2 separate regions of the Mus musculus genome follow, and region 1 is linked to region 2. A link is a contact called in public HiChIP or PLAC-seq data. All regions are on one chromosome and are shown on one strand. Each heading gives the region's core, a stretch centred on a gene start, on an enhancer-like site or on the middle of the called end of the contact. The rest is flanking DNA. Distances are from core to core; before and after follow the strand shown.

What was found. HiChIP or PLAC-seq counts read pairs in DNA pulled down with a chosen protein or histone mark.
Region 1: an HNF4G HiChIP or PLAC-seq map of pancreatic cancer cells shows a contact between it and region 2. The contact joins two enhancer-like sites. A contact is called at or near these places in 2 of 115 datasets of contacts at active chromatin or transcription factors (microglia and pancreatic cancer cells).

What each region holds. Positions count from the first base shown.
Region 1 is chr6:125,465,894-125,472,289 of GRCm38.p6, reverse strand. The region is part of intron 2 of Cd9 (CD9 antigen); the gene reads left to right. Among named protein-coding and RNA genes, the nearest start is that of Gm28809, 5.8 kb to the left of the region's middle. Within about 2 kb of position 4,664, at least 175 of the 459 cell types and tissues checked have an H3K27ac peak or open chromatin away from gene starts, as enhancers often do. A contact at or near this core is called in pancreatic cancer cells, where this site is marked.
Region 2 is chr6:124,680,241-124,686,523 of GRCm38.p6, reverse strand. The region is part of intron 1 of Lpcat3 (lysophosphatidylcholine acyltransferase 3); the gene reads right to left. Among named protein-coding and RNA genes, the nearest start is that of Lpcat3, 20 kb to the right of the region's middle. Within about 2 kb of position 2,868, at least 137 of the 459 cell types and tissues checked have an H3K27ac peak or open chromatin away from gene starts, as enhancers often do. A contact at or near this core is called in pancreatic cancer cells, where this site is marked.

The DNA.
Region 1 (6,396 bases), core at 3,415-5,914, 780 kb before region 2:
AGTGAGTGTGCATAGCTGTGTCTGTGCGTTTGCATCTGACTCTTTGTGGTTTCTGGTCTTGCCTGCCGAGTTTGGCATCTTGACCATTCTCTGATGTGAAGTTGTCTGGCAAGGATGCCACCACTCCTGAGGGTTTAAGAGCCTCTCTGCACATGCTTTGTGTCTCCAAACTAAATTGTAATCTTCTTACGTCAGAAACCATTGTCCTGTGTGCATCTGCAGAGCCAGGAAGAGAAGGGGCTCCCCTTCCAGTCTCCCTCCAGACCGGCTTCCTGAATAGACAATCAAAATTGAGATTAATGGGGATGGAGATGGAGGAGTTCACAGGAGGCTCTGGGAGGGATGTCAAAAGAGAAGCTAAGCAAGAGAGCCAAGAGACAGAAAGAGAACAGGGAAGAGAGAAGAAAGAAAAAGAAAGTCTGGGCTGGAGAGCTGGCTCAGCAGTTAAGAGCACTGAAAGAAAGTATGTCAGTCAGTGGACCTGAGAGACCATCTGATCCTTTGAGGAAAACTGCTTTTGCCTTGGGGAAGGGTTTCCACGTTCAGTAAGGTGGGGATCACCCAAGCAAGCTACAGCCAGCCAGTCGCTTTCTCTACACAGGTTCCTTGGTCCTTCCTGACTCCCTTCGGCCCCTTTCTCTTCCTCTGTGAGGGGAGATGCCTCAAGGACCGTCTCATGGCTGCTTGTCTGCCTGACTAAGCTCAGCCTCTGGTTCCAGTCCGCCTGATTTAGAAGTAGGAAGCCCCCTATTTTTAGGGTGATCCTGTCATGCCATCAGACCCAGCGTGAGTTGTCACTTCCTTTCCACCCACCAAAGTTATTTTTACAAAAGACAAGAAAGCATTCTGACAAGGTTATCATCCCGCAGGCTGCAGGGACCAAGGGCCACGGGGCCTCCAGCCTGTCAGCCTTCCCTTTCCTCTCCTCCCTGGGGCCAGACTGGGCCAGGTAGACTAGGAGGAGTCTCTGGGGGGTGGGGGGGAAAGCACCTGAGCTCTCAGTCTAGAGCTCCCGTTTTCCTGTCCTTAGTTACTGTCCATTGGCAGTGGAGTGGGGAAGGCCAGGGTACGTTGCCCTATTGTTAAAAAGAAAGTGGGGCCGGGTATGGTGTCGCACGCCTTTAATCCCAGCACTTGGGAGGCAGAGGCAGGCAGATTTCTGAGTCTAAGGCCAGCCTGGTCTACAGAGTGAGTTCCAGGACAGCCAGGGCTACACAGAGAAACCCTGTCTGGGGGGGAGAAAGTGGGGAAAGAACAGGCTCGTGGTTTATAGTTGGCAAGCCTTTGGGTTTTTGTTTTTTGGGTTTTGTTTTTTTTTTTTTTTAAACTACAAGCAGAGTTTTTAGGGAACATGTTTCCATAGTGCCCTGACTTGTTTTAGCAACAAAGCTTTGATTCTAAGCAGGAATGCCAGGAGAGCAGGAGAGGGTGGGGTGGGGTGTGCTTCCCTGAGTAGCTGTAGCAGGAGCAAGGTGATGAGGGGAGCCCGGCACACTCCGTGCCCCAGCACACGGGAGCTGTGAGCTCACTCCCTAAGGACCACAGGCAGATCTACGGGCAGGAACGGGTACCTTCTCAAGCTGATCTCCTGACCAAGGGCCCAATAGTCCCTGTGTCTTCCAAAAGAGTTCTGACTCCCTAGGCAGGCCTCCTTCCTGTTGACTGCTCCTGATCACCTGGTAGTTGTTCCCAGCATTCAGGACTCAGGCTAGCCTGGCAGTGGTGGTGGTGCACGCCTTTAATCCCAGCACTTGGGAGGCAGAGGCAGGTGGATTTCTGAGTTCGAGGCCAGCCTGGTCTACAAAGTGAGTTCCAGGACAGCCAGGGCTATACAGAGAAACCCTGTCTCGAAAAACCAAAAAAAAAAAAAAAACAGTACTCAGGCTAATTCTGTATATTTTTAGATTAGGAAAGAAAGATTTTCACTGGTGACCCTGGTGAACTGGGAAGAAACCACTCCCACGCCTGAGCCCCACCCTGGTGTAGTTCACTGGCTCCATCCCTGAAACCCCACAAGGTGCAGGGAATAGCTCCCATCTCACAGCCCAAGCTCTCGTCCCTAGAACATAAACCCTAGCTCCTTCTGGAATTCTCTGTACTCCATGGCAAGGAGGGCTCCCCTTGTAAGAAGTGACCTTTTGAGTCATATTAAGTTAAGGCTCAGAATGGCCCTGGTGAGCTGTTGGTAGGTAAGGAAACCGTGCAAGGAGACGGAGAGCCGTTACCACCTGAGTGGAGGAAGAGGAGCCAATTCCGGGAGCCTCCTGGGGTTCTAATTCTCCCGACTGTTACAGTGTCAAAGTGGTCTTCAGTGGTCCTCCCTACAGAGACCGAAGGATGATTGACAGCAGAGTCCAAGCCAGCAGGCATCCTCAACTTTGTCAGTACTAAGTCCCTTTGCTCTGGGCCCTGTTAGCATTTTAGGGTAGTGATTGTTGTTGTTGTTGATGATGATGATGATGATGATGATGATGATGATGATTTGGGGGAGGGAGGCTCCTGGAGACTGAATGCAGGCCCTGCAGCAGTCTAGGTACCCGCTCTGTCATTGAGCTGTATCCCGAGCCCTCTTTTTCCCTTAAGACTTTGAGACAGGCTCTCACTAAGCTGTTCAAGCTTGCCCTTGAATTTAGGTTGGCCTTGAACTTGTAGTCTCTCCTGCCTCAGCCTCTTGAGTGGTTAGTATTAAAGGCCTGTGCCATCAAGCTTTCTAAGGGTTCTGCTTCCAGGGCCAAGGGGCTACTGCCAAAGACTCTGAAACGTCAGGGAACTGGGTGGTACCTAGGTTTAGACCCTGCCTGGACAACCATTATATTTTGGGAAACTGTGAAGTTGTTGTCCCTGGGCAAAGGGCCAAGAAGGCTTTGCCCTCTGGGTCCTCTTTCCCATTGGACCGTGAGACCAGCCCTTTGTGAGAACCACAGTCCTCCCGACACATGTGCTAGAAGGACTGGTTATACCCACCCAGGCTGATTTCTCTGGCATGATAGGGTGGCCAACCTCAGACCTGCCAAAGTGTGTAGCTGACTTTTCAGGCAACCTTTTTTTTGTTCAGGTTTCCTGACGTGAGACCACAGCTCGTACAGTCAAGAAAGGGTGTGTAGTGAGGCAGAAATGCAAGACTTAGCAGAACAGCTGATACCTTCCTTACCCATAGAAGGGCTTTCTCTCCAGGTCAGCCCTGGTACATTCATCCTGTCAGCAGGACACAGTCCCAGGCTTACCAACATGTCAGACATGTCACAGAACTACATTTCCCAGCCCCGGGGCCCACAGCTCTTAACTTGGTGTCCTTCTAGAACCATGGCCAGAGTGAAGGAATTTAGGGGGTGTGGCCACAGGCCATGAGTGTCCATCCCAAGTGCTTGGGACATTCTGGGTATATGTCCTCAGTAAGGTGGCCTCCCTGCACTGGGTACGTCTGCCATGGAGGATTGTCCATTTCCCACCTGAATCCGGCACGGCAGACGTGGGACCCACACTTCTCTGAGGGTGCCATGCTCAGCATATACCAGTGACTCTTCTGAATGAGAGTAACCGGCCGTGGGAGGGAGAGAAGGCAGGAATGAGCTGGGGTGGGGGAGGGAGTAGAGTGGGGGCCAGGTGTTTGGGGATAATGAACCAAATGGTCGGCGGGAAATGCTTATGACTTAGATAGAGCTGGGCCTCCAGGGAAGGCTTTTGTGTCCTCGCTAGTCGGGGCTCAGAGCCCAATACACAGGTGGGACAGAGCACCCCACTTCCTGTGCAAAGGGCACCCTGACATATGCTACGCCACCCCATTTAAATAGACCTATAATGTCAGCCCAAGAGAAAAAAAAAAACTGTATAATAAACAGCCCTTAAGCAATTTAGCGTGGAGATCCTGATGAAGGCCCTCTGACGAATATATTTTTCCATGAGTCAGACAGAAAGCTAACATTCACTCCTTTTATAAAAGGGAACGCTTTGTCGTTTAACACTGCCAGCCCTTGCTAACAAGGGCCGGGTGTGGGGCTGTGAGCTGCCGCTTTCCCAAAAGGAAGCAAGAGACGGTTCTTTTCTAAAGCAGGCCAAGAGGTGGGGCGGAGCTCCGAGCTGGAGCTCAGAAGTGAAGACCAGCCTCACCGTCAGGAAGCCCTGGGTTTGAGCTCTATCTAGCCCTTCTTTACACATCTGTAAAGATACAATAGGAGGCTCGCATTGAGTCCATGACTCACTAGGGTTGGGAGACCAGCTTCCAGATGAGCCATTTCTATAGCTTACCTGCCAGGGTTGCTGTCTTCTTGCTCCTGACTAGAGAAGGCTAAACAGAGACACTTCCAGAGCTGCAGCTATCTGAACAAGAGTTAAAGCCAACAGACATTTAGTTTAAAATCTTTCTGGGGTTGATCTGTCATATGAACCAAGAGGCCCACTAGGGAAACATTCTCTCTCTGTGAGAACTGCCCCCTCCTTCAAGGCTCTTGGTTCCCAGGCTGCCCTGGCCTTACCAGGGTGTCCAAGCTCCCATACCGGGGTGTGGACTATATTTGTTTGCATTTGACTCTATCTCATGTTTTTATGTCTTGCCCTGATCCGACAGTCAGAAACCACGGCTGTACTTCTGCCACAGTCAGTGGTGTCCCCTTGGCAGCTGGCGTTCCTCCCCAGGGGCCGTGCACGGAACTGCACTGCCTCCCATGTTCAGGCCCCACTACGTTGGCTGGCCAGGGAGATGACTTGAGGACAAGCTGCGTTTGTCCCCTTGCCCAGTCTAGGCCAGGCATGCACAGAAACAATACCCATATTCATGCACTGTGGGGTTTTCCAGTAACCCCACGTGACTTCACGTCACAACGGCGATAGGAGGAGGCGAGAGAGGCACAAATGCCCACTGTGTGTGCTCTGCTCTGGGCTGCCTATGAGCATCAGCTGCAGGCCAATCTCACGGTCTCTGCCTGCAGAGTCCCGCCCTACGCTGGATGCTGCAGATGGGGGACGACGGTGAGGTCACTGTGGCACCTGCCAAAAGTCCTTGTCACGTAATGTGCTGTGTTCTGTGAGGAGGCATATCTCCCACTCTTGTTTTTTTCACCTATCTGAAGAAGTCTCTCTGACCCTAGTGGGAGAATAGGGAGAGAGTGTCAAGTACATAAAAATCACATGGGTTTTTGCAGTGGTTACCTAGGCCTTATAGTGTTGGGATTAATAACAGTTGCCGTGTGTGTGTGTGTGTGTGTGTGTGTGTGTGTGTGTGTGTGTGTGTTTGTGAATGTGTGTACTACCTCATTACACACGTCACAACAGTTCCAGGAGACTGCACTGTTGTCATCCCTCTTTCTGTGGTACTAAAGATTGAACCCGGTGCCTCTATGTGTGCCTCAAGCCCCCAGTCATTTAAATCTATGTATGCACATGTGGGAGCCAGAAGGAATGCTGGGTGTCTCTTGTGCTCTCCAGATCATTGAGGCCCAGTCTCTCACTGAACCTGAAGTTCTTTTTTTTCAGCTAAGCTGACCAGCCAGCCAGCTATCTCCTGGGATCTGACTGGCTCCACTTCCCAGGGCTGGCACACACGTATAACCTGGCTTTTTTTTTATGTGGGTGTGGGTTCTGGGATCTCAGACTTGGGTCATCATGGATGGGTGCATAGCAAACATTCTTAGTGAGCCATCTCTCAACCCCAATCACCCTGTGTTTTATTTTAAAAAACAAACAAGTTGCCATTTCTTCTTTTCTTTTTCTAAGACAGGGTTACTACGTACCCTGGCTGCCTTGGAACTCACTATGTAAAACAAGCTGACCAAGAACTCACAGAGATCCATCTGCCTCTGTGTATTGGGATTAAAGTTGTGTTAGCTGGCCATAGTGACTCACACATTTAATCTTAGCATTTGGGAGGCAGAGAGAGGCAGGTGGATCTCTGTGAGCTCTAGGACAGTCAGAGCCATATAGTGATACCCTTTCTATCTTGGAGGGAAAAAGAGGAAGGAAGGAAAAGAGAAAGTAAAGGGTATACTACCACACCTGGGAGAGGTGCACATCTTTTTTGGTTTTTCGAGACAGGGTTTCTCCATATCGCCCTGGCTGTCCTGGAACTCACTCTGTAGACCTGGCTTGGCCTCGAACTCAGGAATCTGCCTGCCTTTGCCTCCCGAGTGCTGGGATTAAAGGCATGTGCCACCACTGCCCAGCTGAGGTGTACATTTTTAAGCCCAGCACTTGGGAGGCAGAAGCAGGCAGCTCTGAGCTTCTGGCCAGGCCATTACACATGGTGTTTCAGGCCAGCCAGAGCTTACTTGAAGAGACAGTGTCTCACTATCTATCCACCCTAAAGCAATTTTTTTCATAAATACGTTTCTCTGGGATTACAGAACTGGCTTTCAAAGCTAAGCTTTCTGGGCTTTAAAGCTGGGGCTCCTGCCATGTCACTGT
Region 2 (6,283 bases), core at 1,619-4,118:
ACAGAGAGTAAGTGTTGAGATTCGAGCCATGGGCCATCTGACGGCCAGCCCCACCTCCTTTTTTTTTTTTAAACAGGGGTGCTCATGAGAGAGACAGGAAAGAACAAACTGCACAGCATAGCTTTAAGTACAGCAGTTTTAGAGGCAGGCCCAGCCTCTGCGCCTCTCTCTATGGGACTGATTTGTTAGGTCCCCGCACCATCGGGCACTTATTTGTACCTTGACTTGAAGCTACTTATCTCAAGGCTGCCGGCTGCATGACTTGTTGGTTAGGAAGAAAGTGGTATCACTCAAAGGGAAACAGAGATTGGCTGCTGCAGTGGTATTGTTAGTGATATATAAAACCAGGAAGAGAGATAAAGAAACAGGCAGACCATAAAAAAGGCAGACAAAAGGCTGAATGCTGGCAAATGCCTATATTTAAGGGAGTGGAAGCCAAAGAGCCTGAGAGAACAAAGGCCCCAGAAAAACAAGGAGGCAAACCTACTACATCCAGGAGGAGAGATCATTTCAGATAGGGAAGAGCTCACTCACATCAGTTGTCATAGGTGCCATGGAGGTGGCTCCACGGGTGACCTGATGACCCGAATGGGATCCCTGTAAGCTCCATATGTGTGCTATGCCACCTGAATGCCACACATATCCATGTACAAAACAGATAGATAGACAGACAGAAGACAGATAGATAAAGTTATACAAACTGTCAAATATCACCAAAGGTAAAAGCCAATGCGGAAATTCAACCGTTACGGAGCCTCATGATAAGTTCTTGGCAGCTGGATGGGCGGGCACAGAGACAGGATCCGCTGGCCCTGAGGGTGGGGACAGGTAGAAAGGGAGACTACAAATGAAGTCCTTCAAGGACTTGCTACTGAGGAAACGAAACATTTTTTTCTCTTTGTTTTCTACATCAGGGTTTCTTTGGAACTCATGCTGTAGCCCAGGCTGGTCTTGAACTCTGAAATCCACCTGCCTCTGCATCCTGAGCACTGAGATTAAGGGAGTGCGCCACCACCGCCTGGCTGAAATGAAACTTTTCTAAGACAGAAGTTCCATATGTTTCATGGGAGAAGAAAAGTGGAGTAGAAAACAAGTACCCAACCACGGGAATGGTTTACTTTGAGAAAAGGGGACTTGGGGGCGGGGGGCACCCAACCTTTCCCTGCAGATGGGACGGGAGAACATCCAAGCCAAGGACACTCTCCTCCAGGGCAACAGGAGAAGACAGGGCAGGAGAGGCAGCAGTCTACTCCATAGAGCTACTCATCCAGAGCCCGCTTCTCTCTTGGAGAGAGGAACTTAAGATAGAAGCTGGCTATTTTCTCCTTTCCTTCCTTTCCTCTATAGAAGCTGATACCTCAGACAACGGAATCAAATATGGCTGCAGGCACATCTGCCAGTCTTCACAAAGTAGCCACCGGAAGGCAGAGCAATGTGGCTCATTTGTTGCTAGGCTATCTATCTATCTATCTATCTATCTATCTATCTATCTATCTATCTATCTATCTATCTATCTGTTCTCATGGAGCCCAGACTGGTCTAGAACTTACCATAGTGGCCAAACATGACGTTGAACTCCTGATTTTCCTGCCTCTATCTTCCAAAAGCTGGAATCCAAAGGCAGACAACACCACACTCAGCTTTTCTTTCTTTCTCCTTTCCTTTTTCCTTTCCCTTCTCTCTCCTTCCTTCCTTCCTTCCTTCCTTCCTTCCTTCCTTCCTTCCTTCGACAAGGTCTTACTATGGAGCCCTAGCTGACCTGGAACTGTTAGACCCCTTGCTAGTGCTTCCTGAGTTCTAGGAGTACCTCTTTATTTTATTTTATTTTATTTTATTTTATTTTATTTTATTTTATTTTAATAGTAGCAGTGTCTTCAATATGTAGCCTAGACTGGCCTCAAACTGTCAGCCATCCTATCTTTATTATGCTATGGATTCCTGAACTCATGATAAATATACATTCAGTCTTTTTTAAATAAAAAATGTTGGGGTAGGGATTAAAATAGGGTCTCTCCATGTAGCCCAGGCTGTCCTGGAACTCACTCTGTAGCCCAGGCTGTCCTGGAACTCAGGAATTCGCCTGCCTCTGCCTCCCAAGTGCTGGGACTAAAGGCGTGCGCCACCACGCCCGGCTAGCTTCTTCTTTTTTAAATAATCAGCCATTCTCCTGCGTTTGTCTCCTAAATGTTGGCATCAAAGGTGTGCACCACCACACGTGCACACATGCACAAATGCACAGATGGACGACATTCAGATATGATTTATTTTCAGTTTGCTTTTGTCAAATATTTTCATATGGTAATTTTAGCATTTTTTCTTTACTCTGAAGATTTGTCACTTAAAGTCTTTCATTTCCCCCTTCCATTCATTCACCAGCAATGGGAATTCCCCGTGTAAGAGACCTGATAGAAAAGGCAGACACACAAAATGAGGTGGGAAGGCCGGCCGGACCTGCTGAAGTGTCGAAATGAGTTACTGTTAAGTGCTCAGTGCTGGGCTTCATTACGGGTGCACTCTATAGCTGCAAGGCTTGTAGACCAGGGCCATTTAGGAGTGGTGTAGCTTATCTCTGAATCTGCTCAAGACAGATTCCTTTTGATGGTCTAGATTAAGCCTGCCTGGAAGTCTGGGCAGGGTGCCACCCCTAGCTTCTACACTCTGGTAACCTTGCATATCTTCAGCTGAGTCATAGATTCCTGGAACTGAAGAAACCTTAGAGATCAAATACTCAAAGCCTTCACTAGGCAGATAAGAAACTGAGCCCCAAAGGGGATGACTGGTGTGCTGAAGTTAACAGAGTGGGGCTCACATTAGTCTCCACTGCTCCTGACTCGGATCTACTCCTTTCGCCACTGGCCTTGGAACTTGGCAGTGTCCTGGGAGTGGTGTCATTAATAACTAAACTGTTCCTCTGTAAAGCTGCAGCTATGTTCTTGGTCTTTAGACAACAACCTAAATCCAGCTCTTGTTCAAATGCACATGCTCATGTATTTTTATGCTTAACTCCCTGTTTAAAAATGTTTAAAAAAATCTTCTTTTAGGGTGGATGAAGTGTGGGTGGCACGTGCCTGTAGTCCCAGCCAGCTGGGAATACGAATGGTTTGAACCCAGGAATTTAAGGTCAGCTTGGGCAACATATATAGTGAATCTTAAACTGGATGATTTCATTTTAATGCCGCACGTAAGCATCTCCCTGCACTCTATGTGTCTAATACTGGATACTGTATTCCTTCTCCACTCTACAGTAATGTCCTGCACCCTATGTGTCTAATACTGGACACTCTATTCCTCCTCTACTCTACAGTAAAGTCCTGGGCTTGAGTCTCTTTAGCATTTTGATAACAGTGAGAAGGGACTAAGGACAAATGTCCGGAAGTGACCAGGGATGGAGGGCAGAGGGAGATAGTCTTATTACTGCTATTTCGCAGTATCGGGGATCCCAACGAGGGCATAATCGGCCAGCAGCAAGCAAGTTAGTGGTAACTAAGCTACAGCTCTGGGCTGGAGGATTTGACAGTGACCTGTCTTATTCATTTTAGAGACAGGATCTTGGTATGTAGAGCACACTGGCTTGGAACTTATAAGCCAAGGCTATCCCTCAACTCAGAGTCCAGATCCTCCTGCCTCTCTAGTGCCAGGACTGTGGGATTACTGGTGTGAGCACCACACCTGGGGCTGTGGGACACCAGCAGATGAAGTGATGGACAGTGGAAAAAGAAAAGCATTTCTAAGAATTTTAAGAAGTATTTTTTAACACCAGAGATGGATAGTGTACATCTGTAAATTACAGATGTACAGAGGCAGGAGGACCAGATGTTTCAGGACAGCCTTTGACAACAGCCCCGGGGTACATGAGACCTGTTTTCCTCAATGTATCAAAACAGCTTAAACCCTGATTTTCCCAAAGCCCCGCCAAGAGTGTTTCTTTACTTGCTCCATTGAAGCCGAGTGCTTTTAGGAAGGCAGCCTTTCCACTTCAATGCTAATGGCTGATCTAGGAATGTGACGGCCTAACCAGTATCAACAAAAGCTGAATGAATGCTAGGACTGCTGAACGAGGAACTAGTGGACTCTGGAGTCAGGCTCTCCCAACACCAACTTCTTCTTTTTTTTTTTTTTTTTTTTTTTTTTGGTTTTTTGAGACAGGGTTTCTCTGTATAGCCCTGGCTGTCTTGGAACTCATTTTGTAGACCAGGCTGGCCTCGAACTCAGAAATCCACCTGCCTCTGCCTCCCGAGTGCTGGGATTAAAGGCGTGCGACAAGACGCCTGGCCCAACACCAACTTCTTACTATTATTATTAGTTCAGGGAAAGTCATCCTGAGTGTCCCCTCAGGAGCACATCCTAGCTAATCAGATGGCAAAAGCAATGCCAAGAACATGTCCTTGTGCCTGATATCCAGACCTTAGTATTCCCTACAGCTGTAACATACAAGGGGCGACACAACATCATCTCTCCATTTCAGTAGGGGAGCGACAACAGACATTCGGACTGATTTTGAGGCATCACTGACAGACCCTATCTGCATCCTAACAAAGGTAAATGTTCCACCTGGTGCTACTAATGGCATTTAATCACATTTTAATTTTCTGCAAATTACTACAGCATGTGGTAGTCAGATTATCTGGGCTCTGGAACTGGAGTGGTCCAGTCAAGATTCAGATCTACAGCCCGAGAAAGTCAAAGCTTTGTACCTTACCTTATCCATTTCTGAACTAGGGAAGGTGGCAGCCATCTTGCAGACCAGCCTGCTGACTAATAGCTGCAGAGATGGTTTGGTGAGTAAAGGCCCTTGCTGCACTAGCTTGACGGCCTAAGTGCAGTCTCCAGAACCTACATAAAGGTGGCGGGAGACCAGGCTCCACAAGATTGTCCTTTGACCTCACATGCCTGCTATGCATCCCCCCCCCCCCCCCAATAAAGAAAAAAAACCAGTGTTTACTGATTTCAGTTACTAAATGAAATTTTGCCATCAAGAATACTGAATGGAGAACTTCAGGACTAAACAAGTCCTAAGATTCATCCAGCATCCTGAGGGCTGTGGATGAGTCTTGCACAGACACAGACCCTCCAGCCTTTTATGGAGGGGATCCATGCTGGACACACGACCTGCCTGCTCATCACTCGACACTTGGCCACCACACAGGCAGATCCACATTAGTGTCTGCACATGGGAGTAATCTGTATGCATGTATGTATTTACTTAATGTATGTGAGTACACTGTAGCTGGCTTTAGACACACCAGAAGAGGGCATCAGATCCCATTACAGATGGTTGTGAGCCACCATGTGGGTGCTGGGAATTGAACTCAGGACCTTTGGAAGAGCAGTCAGTACTCTTAACCACTGAGCCATCTCTTCAGCCCGAGAGTAATTTTGTTTTACTCAGTCACGACCTCAAAGTGAGGGCAGGGATGCTAGCAACTCAGCCGTGCCAGAAAAGCCATGTGCTTCCTTTAGGTGCAAGGCTTGTTTTGTTATCCGTCTGTCTGTCTGCCTGAAGCTGTAGCTCTGGTTGGTCTAGAATGCACTATGTAGCCAAGGCTGTCTATAACTAACTCATGGAAAGCCTCCTGTTGGTCTTCCAAGTGCTGGGATTACAGGTGAGAGCCACTATGGGTGGCTGAAAAGAGTTAGAGTATAATAAGATGTTTCTGTTTGCATGCATGCATATTATCTATCCAAACTTTGTACGTATCTATCACACGTATGGCATAACTGTTATCACAGTTCAATCTTATAATTGTGCCTTTATTATAAATTACTGCTGATCCTTATGTACCTAATTTAGCAATTAAGCTTTATTACCAGCGTGTATGTAGGGGACATAAGTACATAGTAGGCTTGGTGGAATTCACTCAGACTTGAACTGCAACCCTATGGATGAATATGAGATTATACTTTAAACAACTTGAAGATGTCTACTCTTAAATACTAGATATTTATTTCATATTGATGCCAAACTTCTTAAGAAGCAGGTAGTCTCTGAGCTGCTCTAAGCTCCTGGTGGCTCGCCTGCTCACTTTGCAGAATGCTGGGATTTCAGGCATTCACAACCACACTTGCATTGTATTTTGTGAGTTTTGTTTGTTTGTTTGTTTGTGGGTTTAAAAAAATATATTCGTTTGTTGCATGCCTGGTTTTTGTCTGTCTGGTTTTAAAGACAGGTTTTCTCTTTGTAGCCTTAGCTGTCCTGGAGCTTGCTCTGTAAACCAGGCCTGATGTCAAACTCAGAGAAATCTGCCTGCCCATGGCTCCTTTTTTTTTTTCCCCATTTTTTATT